Regions from separate parts of the Hordeum vulgare genome. Here regions 2 and 3 are each linked to region 1. Evidence: chromatin contacts called from public Hi-C data. All regions are on one chromosome and are shown on one strand. Each heading gives the region's core, a stretch centred on a gene start, on an enhancer-like site or on the middle of the called end of the contact. The rest is flanking DNA. Distances are from core to core; before and after follow the strand shown. Region 1 holds the start of LOC123447380. Region 2 has its middle 21 kb from the start of LOC123449854. Region 3 holds the start of LOC123447378 (zinc finger protein ZAT6-like).

Region 1 (3,753 bases), core at 875-3,374:
TAGTGTGCATCCTACATAACCCACCAATGCGACCTTTTTTTTTTGTGCTCCCTGGTGCACTGGTGGATCGTACTACAGAAAAAAAGTACAGTACCAAAATACAGTATATGCTTAGGAAGGTACCTAAGAGACTCAAGACGCTGCAGATTATGCTTGAGATCACCCCTATGCTGGTCGTCATGTAAAACTGCTCTGTTTTCTTTTGTATTCCTGTGGTGTCCGTCAAATGTGTTTTAAATATCTAGTGATATAGGTTCCCTATTTGCTTATGCTGATGTAGGTGATGCGTTGTTACAGGGTTTTCTGTAATGGTTCGCTGTATCAGGACTCCTTTTTTTTTGCAATGGACGTTTAGATTATTTATTATATATAAAAACATTTCGTTTTTGTTGGAAAGGGAAGAGGACCCGCGGGGGGTGTACAAACAGCCTGTCGGTCCAAAAATGAAACAAACAGCCTGTCGGTCCAAAAATGAAACAAACAGCGGAAGTCGACACGGCAAGCATATAGTCGGCCCACTGCCATTCAAGTCAATCCAAAACTTCACTGCATAACCGTACGTTCTTCTGTCGCATACTACTTTAGGACATGGTACGGAGTGTCTCCTCGAATTGCATGGGTGCAGTAACAAGGCGAAAGAGGTTAAAGGAGATATCATACTGAGTGCGTACATGAGCTCGTGACCCCAAAAAATCAACTCCTTCGATCACAAAATAGTTATTTTAATTTTATACTAGGTTTAATATAATATTATATTAATCTTAAGACGTTTATTTTGAGACGGAAGGAGTAATAATAGTAAAAAGAAGAGAACCACCTATAGATCAGGCGACTGAGAATATTGTAATTTGGATGGATTTCGTCTCTCCGTTGACCCTTGTTAGAATTGAAAAAATCAGTTATGTTAGGAATAGCAAAACCGGCCAAAACGAAGAACGGAGAAGCAACAGGTACACTGATATTATTACAATCGAGCCGTTATTACATGCCGTACGGATTGATGTACCAGGAATATTATATTAATATAAATTATTTGAGGAATATTAACCGGTGAAACCACAATGCCAACTAGCTGCCTGCAATATGACGCAAGAACACAAATGTACCGAGAGCAGCCGGTGTGGTGATACAAGTTCGATCGCCCACATAGAAGATTATATTTGTTCCTCAATGTTTCCGTCCGCGACACCTGCATGGATTAATCACAAAGTTAATTGGGTTATGAAGCTATAGGTTGGATGAATTTAATTATTTGCTACTAATAATAATTAAAAAAAAAAGATAGATAAGCGCGAGTCGTAGATGAAGTGATTAGTCTCACCTGTGCAATATGATCGGCAATAGCCGGCCGGGCGACGCTAGCTAACTAGAGGCGCAGCTCGAGGTCCAGCGCCTCGCCGCCGCCGCTGCTAGGGATGGAGGCCCTTGACCAGCCCACCACGCCGTCGCGGCCAGTGGATGGGTCCATGACCGGCGCGGGTTCCACGAAGCGTGGAGCGCGGCCGCCTCCCCACCTCTCCAGCCTGCAGTCATCGGTGGCTGGAGCCGCTGCGGCACCACCGCCGTGCGAGGTGATATAAGTGCACATGGACCAGCCGGCGGCGGAATCGCGCGACGGCCCGGTGGCGGCACCTCCCAACGGGGTGTCGTTGCTGTAGGGGTCGCCGAGGAATCCGGCGAGGCGGTCCTTGCGGTGCGCGTTCTGGTGGCCGCCGAGCGCCTGCGACTTGAGGAAAGTCTTGTCGCAGAAGAGGCACTGGAACAGCCGCACCTTCTTGCCGTCCACGCACACCGTCTGCGCTTCCTCGTCGTACCGGTCTAGCCTTCGGCCCACCGGCGTCGACGCCAGCAATAGATCCGCCTCCGCCGCGGCCGCCGCTTGCGCATGGAACCACGTCGACGAGGCTCTCTCCATCGAGGTATATAATATTGTGTATGCCAAGGTAGCTGCTGCTCCTAGGACTGGTAGCAGCGGCGTTCCTATATATGGATTCTCGATGGGTATACCACCACTCCTAAATCCTCTCAAGTGAGAAAACAGAGATGTGCTACAGTAGTGCGGACTGTGCATATATTAAAGTGAAGCTAAGCTAGTGACCGGACCCCGGAGAGCAGCTCATTGTGGAGGATGTGCTTGCAAGAAAATTCCAAAAACCGCTGCACTACATGTTTTGCTAACTTTCTATTTGGACGAATCTGATCCCCTAACTCAGTGTTTGTTGTCCACGAAAAATAATTCAGACTTTGTCCTTTTCCAGTTTAGCAACAAAAAAATAAAAATAAAATTCAAAAATAGCAACACTCAATTTTTTTTATTTCATGATATCGTCATTTTCCAATGACACTCTTCCATTTAAGGGGTCGATGTGTATGTCTTGCGAGGAAGTGCTTTTTAGCCTAGGGTCCTAAATTATTTGCACTCTCTTAACAAACACCAGATCGTACGTTCTCGCCACCGCCCTCCACTCCACGCCATTTGCCCTCATCATCACCTCATTAATGGCGAATCTAGAATGGAAACCGAGGGTGTGCTAAAGGTAGCAACCTAGACCAAAGCGCGTATACTGTGTTAATTTTGTGCTATAAGTAAATGAGAATTTGTGAGCTAACTCGTAACAAATGCAGTGCAGAACATAATTAAAATACCAAATTCGTTATTCTATGGGCGCCTGAAACTATTTCCGGCCGTCAGTCGATTCCGGAGGTGAGGCGAATTATAATGCAGCCGTCAATCGATTCTAGAGCTCCAGGGTGATAACCTGTGTATAATTGATCTGATTTTCTTTTTAAAAGGAGGATTACCTCCTGCCTGTGCATCAACACGATGCATACGACCCCTTTATTAATAAAAGGCAAACAAAACATAGTTTCATAAAGTCTCCGACAAATTAATGTAAATGCAAAGGTAAAGGAAAAGGTGCCACAACGGTAAAAATAGGCCTAGAAGACTACTCCTCTATCCTATTACTGGACTGCCATCCAAACCGGTTGAAGATCCCGTGCTACCGTCTCCCATCGGATAGACCTAGTAACCAAAGGCTCCCTGGTTTTCGCATGAGTGAGTAATGACCATATACGGATCAATGTCGCCGCTCTATGTAGTACCTGCAAAAAATGCATGTTCGTATGTCTGTCAAAACCACATCATTCCTACAGTTCCATATAGCCCACAACAATGCACAGACTCCAATACGAATGTGTCTAGCACTAATCGTATCAACTCCATCAGAGCAAGTACAATAAGGTACAATCAGCAGACTGTAAGGATTAAGATATTATATTTTTGTTGAGTTGGATGAGAAAGAAGAGAAGAGAGAAAGGAAGCGGGCTCTTCGTGAAGAGCTAGCTCTGACACGTGCTCCTAGGTGCTTTGTGAGAATGAAAGGTGGGCCATATATGATAAAAGTAGTACTCTTTTGTAGCTAACTATTGTACAAGCTACCTATAAGAGCAAGTACAATAGTATAGCCAGCTGCTGGCTATAAGCCATTGCCATGTCATCTATAGCCCATCTTATAGCCAACATGTATAATAGTTCATTGCAAAAGTGTACTACTTATTTATTATATGGTCTACCTTCATACTCACAAAATGACTAGGAGCACGTGCTAGAGCTGGCTCTTAGCTATGAGCCCGCTTACCTTCTCTCTCCCTTCTCTTTCCTCTAACTAAACAAAAATATATTAGTTTATTCCTTATAGCCAGCTGACTCAGCTCTATTGTACTTGCTCTAAGATGGGCTATAAGATGGCT
Region 2 (3,753 bases), core at 690-3,189, 350 kb after region 1:
ACGTCCGTGCCCGCTGAGAGGGGCAGGCTAAAACAGATAGCGACCCCACAACCGTACGTAGCATTCCACCTGAGGCAGCGAGACCGGCAGCTAGCGCTCCGTCTCCCTCCTCACGAACAGCTCAAGGAGCAACCATTGTACTGTGATTACATTATAGTCATCCAAGCAGGATTAGGGGTATTACCTCTCCGGAGGGCCCTGAACCTGGGTAAACCGGTGTCACACGAGTTGCACCTCACCCGCTCACAGACGTCGTCGGGGCCCATCGGCCCCCACCTATGAGTTAAGCCACCCCATGGCATCTGTCCCGGAAATACCACGACACACTCTCTTACAGGATTTGGCTTGGTAGAAGAGGATGATTGGGTGGAAAGGAACTTGAGGAGGCTAGAAATCAAGAATCATATGGTAGGAATGGAATCTCTTGATCTCAACACATGAGTCGGTGGTGTCCTCTCAGAAAATGAGTTGTGGAAGTGTAGTTTCGTTCTGATGGCTCTCTCAAAGAAAAAGTGGTGGTGGAGGGGTATTTATAACCTTCACCGAAAATCCAACCATTACAATATTACTGCACAACGCGGTGACACCGAAGTATAATCTCGGTGGTACCAACTAGTGCAAAAGATTGCCGCTTTTCGTTTTTTGTTGAGACCAAAGGAAACATCTCGGAGAGACCGATTTAGTTCACCTTAAGCATCCCCAAAGACTCGGAGGTTCCGATTGTTTCATCTCGGAGACTCCAAAATTAATGCAATCGACTCCGGCAAGTTGGTCACTGCTTTTCGGTTCCACCGAACGAGGTCTTGGCACCGAGAAGTTAGGCTTTGACTTAGGGGCTCTATCATAGGTGACTCGGTGGCACTGAAAGAGAAACTTCGGTTGGACCGATTAGGCTTTAGGGTTTTTGGACAAAAATTATGTGAGAATGTGGTTGAGGGTTTTTGGTGGAAAATCTCTAAGCACGTGAGCAACCAGATCGTCATCAATACCTCATTCCCTTTTAATAGTATTGGCTTTCCAATGGACTAAATGTGATCAAGATCCTTTTAATAGTATTAACTTTCCTATGAACTCAATGTGATCAAGATCACTTAAAGCAAAATGTAGAGTATTGAAGCTTTTGCCAATATGTCTCCTTTGCATCATAGGGGTTCCACATCACACATCCTAGCCAAGCCAATCATTGAACTTCTCTGAAATGTACTTGAGAGAAACATTAGTTCAATGACATATTAATTACCAAAACCACCAAGGGATTAAATGCACTTTCAGTAGGCCTCTGCGCTACACACCATGAGCACCAGGTGAGGTCCGATGCCACCCATGTTGTGCAGCTGCCCCAAGTTGACCAGGAGGCACCACTGTTGAGCTAACACTGTGCAACCCCGACCGCCCATCGTACCTTTCTATCGCCATGAGGGGCGGTACACTGGTTGCGAACCGTCGCTCCAGAATCCCCCATCCACGAGCAGCCAACCCACGGGGTGAGAGAAGGAAATCCTGCCACCGTTGACCTGCCCAATGGAGTATACCGGCGACGACGGGGGAAAGGGTCAAGAGAAGAGGTGGGAAGGCCGGGGGAGCCACCACCACCACCCGGGTCGTCTAGAGGAAGGAATGACGCGGTTGCCAGGTTAGTGCCCGTTATGAAGAAAAGTAGGGGGGCAATCTTACACCATTGTGTAGTAAATTTTAGAAGTCAAAAGGAGGGATGTGTAGGGTTTTCTTTTTTAACAAAAATGTGTTGGAAAATAAGTAATGCCCTAATTAATATAGCGAGGTAGAGGGATAGAAGCAAAGGGTTTGCCTTCATTTATCATCATTTACATTGGAACATTGCTTTAGTAGGGCCCCGATGGCCGGGACCAAATAATCACCCGTCACTAGTCACGCTAGCCGTAGCCGATCCCTGGTGAGCAAGCCACACAGGGAACAGCTAGCCGTGCCTGGGTACGTGTTGCTTCGACATGCAATGAGAATGCAACAATGGGTAACCCACACTACCGGCCAAGCAAAATTTCGTTTGCCAAGTGACGTACAAGCAGGGGTACATATGTGATTTTTTATGCTAGTACCGGCCTATAATTGGAGTGGAGGGGACCTGAGTACAGGTCAGCCAGCAATGTATCCGTCAGCTAGTGCGCACCACACATCCTCTGATCGGTCGACTTAATCTTCTCCCTGTATCTGTATCTTGTCCTCTCTCCTTTTTGGCGGGGCCTATCTTGTGGTCCGTGTCAATTTGTTTGATAGCAGTCCGTCAATGAATATTTGGCGTTGCCGGCAGACAGCAGAACAACATGACAAGCAAAGTTTATTTTAAACCTTGAATTTAATTATAAAGGTCCCTTACCCTTAAACTATACATTCCGGATTTTAATTAAACCTTGAGACATAAAAACTTTGACGTGGCAAATATCAACGGGATTCGGCTGACTGATGGGCCGTAGTCATAAAAACGCTGATGTTTGCACCCTGAAATATTAAAAATGTGTGCAAGATGATTCAAATCCATAGACTTTTTATTTGAAAACCGTGAACTTTTTTCCAATATCATTTAACTTTTCCTGAATCCGTGAATTCTTTTTATTCAAATTTTGTCAACTTTGTTTTATAGTTGTTGGACTCTTTTCTGTGAACCTTTTTCAATTGATGAGGTTTTTTCAAAATCAATGAAATTTTACCATATTCATGAACGTTTTTTTTTAAACAATGAACTATATATCATGGACACATTTCTTAAATATGTAAACATTTTATTAATTTGACAAGCATTTTTTGATTGTACAGGCATTTTATAAAAACAAATACGATCACATTTTATATACTACGCTGCCTCGCCTCCGCACGCTCATCCCGTGCGCTGCCTCGCCCCGATCCTGCCGGCCCAGCATGCCCGCCCATGTCGCTCCGCTACCGCCGGCTCAGCGCACCTGCGCACGTCGCCGCCGCCGCTGCCTACTGATGACGACACTACCACCAGTGGCCCTGTGTGATTGCCCGCGCGCGGCGTTCGGCTTCGGCTCGCTGCTGCCGACGTACGTGCATCATGGCTGGCTGCTGCCTGCGTACGTGCGTGCATGCAGGAGGTATGGTCGGCTGCTGCCTGCGTACGTACGTGCATGGCCGGTCGGGTGCACTACGTACGTGCGTGCGTGCCTGGCCGCCTGCATGGCACATCAAAAAATATAAAAATATAAATTAAAACAAAAAAAAATAACCAACGAACTAGGTTGTTGGGTTCGAAATAATCAGCAAACTAGACGGGTCTAGACTTTTTCCCGCGCGCCAGCACAACTAACCCCAGTCCGTTGTTCGAAAAAAACAATCCCGGACATCCTTTGCAATCCCGGTTTGACAAACAATCCCAGGGTTCGATTTAGACCGGGATTGTATAGTTCAGGGTGCAAACGACAGGGATTTGGACTTGAGGGTTTGATTCGCCGAACTTCTACGAGTTCAGGGTTTAAAATGGACTTTTTCCGCTGCAACATCACAGACTACTATGGTTCTATGCGTGTCATTGCCTTCCTCCTTATCACCCATTAATCAGTCCATTGTCATCGTGTGTGATCATTGCGACTAAGAACGGGCAATGATATTCCTCTCACGAGGATAGATGACAGAAAGTTTTGAAAGGGCCGTTTAAAACTGCCACGCTTGGACAAATTAACAGCTTGTTTGGTTCATAGGAGGTCTCACGGTGGAACTGATCCATCCATCGACTTGGAGAGCTTCATCGTACTGGTCATC
Region 3 (3,753 bases), core at 572-3,071, 270 kb after region 1:
GCGGCTCGCCGACGCAGGGGGAAGGGAGGGAGGCCTCGTGCGCGTGGCGGCCTTCCGGCGTGCTCCTGCCGACTGCTGTTGCCGAAATCTTGGGCCGCGGCCGGCGACGGCGCGAGGGGGGAGAGGAGAGGTGGTTGGTGGGAGAAAGCACGGGATGAAATGTCCCCCCACCAACCGCTTCCGCTTATATGCAGGGCACCGCAGCCGTCAAGGGGAAACCCGCGTTTTTCCGGATCGGGTCGGGATTTTGCCGCGCCCCCTTAAACATTTTACGGACCGGGGCGGATGCGTGGTGCTGGTTTTTTTGTCCTGACCCGCATTTTAACGATTATTTGACGGGTTAGGACGAAATACGGGGTCTGTTAGAGTTGCTCTTATCGTCGGCCCTGGCATCTGAGTCATTCCACTGCACCACTTGCACGGGTTTGTGGCACATTATTGTACTGTAGCAATCCTTCGAATCCCATACCTGGGTGGAGTAAGGGATAAAGGTGGACGGTCGACTGGCTGCCTTGTGGCAACCTCATCACTAGTACTGCTTTATTATTACCAAATCAAGCAGAAGAGAGTATGCTTGTTTACTTGTTTGGTCCGTTGGTCGTACTGCTATACGTACGTACGCGCGAATTGGCGAAACGTGGTGATAAGTTCCATCGACGACATGTGCACGTACGGCACATATTTTGGAGACTCTGAGGAAGATAGACGAGCATAAATACAGTGCGTGCATGGGCAACTTGCGCATGAAACCGTAAAAACGGAGTTCGTCATAGCAAAACACGCAGCAAGGAAGGTGAAGAATAAGCGGTAAACATGTGCATATTACAATCCAGAAACCGCTAGAAGATAGTATCCTTCCAGAAGTTCATCCATTGCCTGTTGCGCATCTGATACCCCCCCTCTCCACCATCTTCAGCATCTGGGCACGCTTTGTCCGTCAAGATTGCTAGTACACAAGTTGAAAGATCACTGCAGCAGGATCGTCGGGGAAATCTCAGTCTAGACCGAAGTGCATTTCTACTCTAGCACACAGATGCACAGGCTTACGCTGGGAGGAGGGGAAAAGAAGTATGGTCCCGAAATGACATTACCTGCGCGATATGGCAGCAGCTAGCCGACGCTAGCTACAGTCGCAGCTCGAGGTCCAACGCCTCGCCGGCCCCGCTTGCGGCGGAAGCCCTTGGCCAGCCCACCACACCGTCGCGTCCAGCGTACGGGTCCTGGGGCGGCGCGTGCTCCGCGAACCGGCTAGCGCCGCCGCCCAACCCCCTCCTTTCTGGCCTGCAGGCATCGGCCGCGGTCACGCCACCACCGCCGTGCGAGACGATGGAGACGCCCAAGTCGCCCGACGGCCCGTTGGAGGCCGCCGCGACGGCGGCGCCTCCGAATGGGCTGTCCTTGTGGTAGGGGTCGGAGAGTAAACCGGCGAAGCGGTCCTTGCGGTGCGCGTTCTGGTGGCCGCCCAGCGCCTGCGACTTGAGGAACGTCTTGTCGCAGAAGAGGCACTGGAACAGCCGCACCGGCTTGCCGTCCACGCACGTCATGGGAACCAACTCCTCGACCAGATCCCGGTCGTGGCTTCTGCCCGCCGGCGCCAACGCCAGCGACAGATCCGGCACCGCCGCCGCTTGTACATGGAACCACGACGACAGGTCCTTCTCCATTGAGTCAAGAGTATGTTCTCAAGCAGGTACTACTGTAGTCTCACGTACAGTACTACAGAACACAAGAATGTTGGTTACTTAACGGATGATAGCCAAGGAATGGTAACAGCGGTGCTCCTCTAATGGGAAAAGGAGTAGATATGGGCTGAACTGACCTGAGAATGAGATCCGGTTTGATGGGTATAAATAATGCTCTGAACCTCCTTTGCACCCACTTGAGGACGTACTGAATCCTTCCAAGCGAGAGGAAACAAAGATGTGCTACAGTACCGCAGTCAAGCAAGTTAAAAAGGGTTTGATGCGCTTTGCTGGCTTGCAGCGTCTTCTGTGTTGTTCGGTTTTTTTTTCTTAAGTGTTCCCGTCGTTTTAAATTTTTCGACGATTATATTTTTCAAAAAGTCAAACATCTTTATGTTTGACCAAATTTATTGACCAATATCGGTAGCAATAGATTCTTGATGAAATGAATTTTCATATTTTATTTAACTGTTATGGTGGATGTCGATAATTTTGGCTGTGAAGTTGGTCAATGTTCAATAATTTGACTTTTAAAAAAAAATACATCTTATGTTTTGAAACTGAGGGAATAATTGGTTTGACTAGTGGAACAAATGATGATGTGTTTTCTTCTATATAACGTGGTGTGTTAGTGGGCCATTTGCACTGTGATTTTGTGTTATCTATTAATCTATCCATACTGGACTAAGAAAAACTAAACAGCTCATACTATGTGAGAAAATTTTCTACGTCAATGGCTGCATCTATTATATTGATCCTATAGTTTCATATGTTGGTGCTTCCTGCTTTTCTAGGCGATGTGAAGTCGGGCAGACTTGATATGTTTTTATAGGCCGGTTATTGGCAATTGATTTGAAGAAAGGCTGCCCCGATCAAAATATGACGCAATTCCAAAATTGAATACCCCAGTCGAATGGGAGAGCTCTAAAATTAGTAAGCAAAGTGAATTAAAAGATTTTAATGCGAGAACTCCTTGAGAAACTATTGACCTGGTCAAAATTGAGTGACCGAGTTCCATAATAGAGACATAAATTGACTGTGAGGCCTTCAAAATTAAGAAGTATAGTATAGTTAATAAAAGTAGAATCCTTACAAATAGATATAAAATAGCATTAAGTTCTCAGACCATTAATGCCAATTACATACTCCTCCATCACAGTTTAAAAGGCATGGTTAAATTTACGTGCATTTTCACAATAGACAAGGTTTAAGGCGCATTGCATTTACTCCTAGCAGCTAATTAGAACTCCGTTGTACTGCTTCTATATGCATGCGTAGTGTGAATGTTATTTTTCAGCCTATCTTACAGCCAATCAAAAACCACCTAGGTTCGAGAGAATTTCCAAGCATGCATTCTAAAATGTGACAGAGGGAGTATCACTATTACTTTGATTTTTCAAGGGGGTGACTGACCGTGTCGTGGCCTAGAGGGTACTAGCCTAGTCGGCCCATGCTTCTCGGATTGGACCAATGGGCCCTCATAGTTGTGATCTTCATTGGGTTTTTCTCCAAAGATGAGGGGATGATGCAACACAATAGATGTAAGTATTTCCTTTAGTGAGAAGCAAGGTTATCGAACCAATAGGAGAACCGCGCAATTTCCCGCCTTTAGCGCCTACGCACAAAATAGCACACACTTGCGCCCAACGCGGGAAAGAGGGTTGTCAATCCCCTTGAACTCGTTACTTGCAAGCGATAAGTAGTGATAGATAGATAGTGTAATATATTAAATATAAAAAGTAAATACAAATAATAAAAGGCAACACGATATTTAGAGTTTTGTTAAATATATTTATTAGGAGGTCTCGGGGCCACAGTTTTCGCTAAAGGCTTCTCTATCGTAGAAAGCATACGGTGGGTAAATAAATTATTGTCGGACAATTGATATAAAAACGCATACTTATGCAATATATATTCATGGCATTGATCATTACATATAGGCATCACGTCTGTTAGCAAGTAGACTGACTCCAGCCTGCATCTACTACTAATACTCCGCCAATCGACCGGTATCGAGCATGCATCTAGAGTATTATGTAAAACAGAGTAATACTTGGAGGATGATGACATG

The links. Hi-C and Micro-C count contacts between places; a contact is called where the count stands out from the background.
Region 2: a contact with region 1 is called in a Hi-C map of leaf, with 6 times the contacts expected there. The contact joins the enhancer-like site here to the promoter of LOC123447380 in region 1. A contact is called at or near these places in 2 of 6 Hi-C or Micro-C datasets (leaf and seedling).
Region 3: a contact with region 1 is called in a Hi-C map of leaf, with 3 times the contacts expected there. The contact joins the promoter of LOC123447378 here to the promoter of LOC123447380 in region 1. A contact is called at or near these places in 6 of 6 Hi-C or Micro-C datasets (leaf, seedling and an unstated tissue).

Annotation. Positions count from the first base shown.
Region 1 is chr4H:592,782,903-592,786,655 of MorexV3_pseudomolecules_assembly, reverse strand. LOC123447380 reads right to left here and starts at 2,124. Exons shown (of 2, transcript XM_045123978.1): 1 at 1,322-2,124; 2 at 928-1,189. The coding sequence starts at 2,071. The coding sequence ends at 1,367.
Region 2 is chr4H:592,432,622-592,436,374 of MorexV3_pseudomolecules_assembly, reverse strand. No RefSeq gene overlaps it. Among protein-coding and RNA genes, the nearest start is that of LOC123449854, 21 kb to the right of the region's middle. Within about 2 kb of position 1,939, at least 3 of the 3 cell types and tissues checked have open chromatin away from gene starts, as enhancers often do. A contact at or near this core is called in leaf and seedling, where this site is marked.
Region 3 is chr4H:592,516,325-592,520,077 of MorexV3_pseudomolecules_assembly, reverse strand. It overlaps LOC123447378 (zinc finger protein ZAT6-like), which reads right to left and starts at 1,821. Exons shown (of 2, transcript XM_045123975.1): 1 at 1,092-1,821; 2 at 752-969. The coding sequence starts at 1,664. The coding sequence ends at 1,125.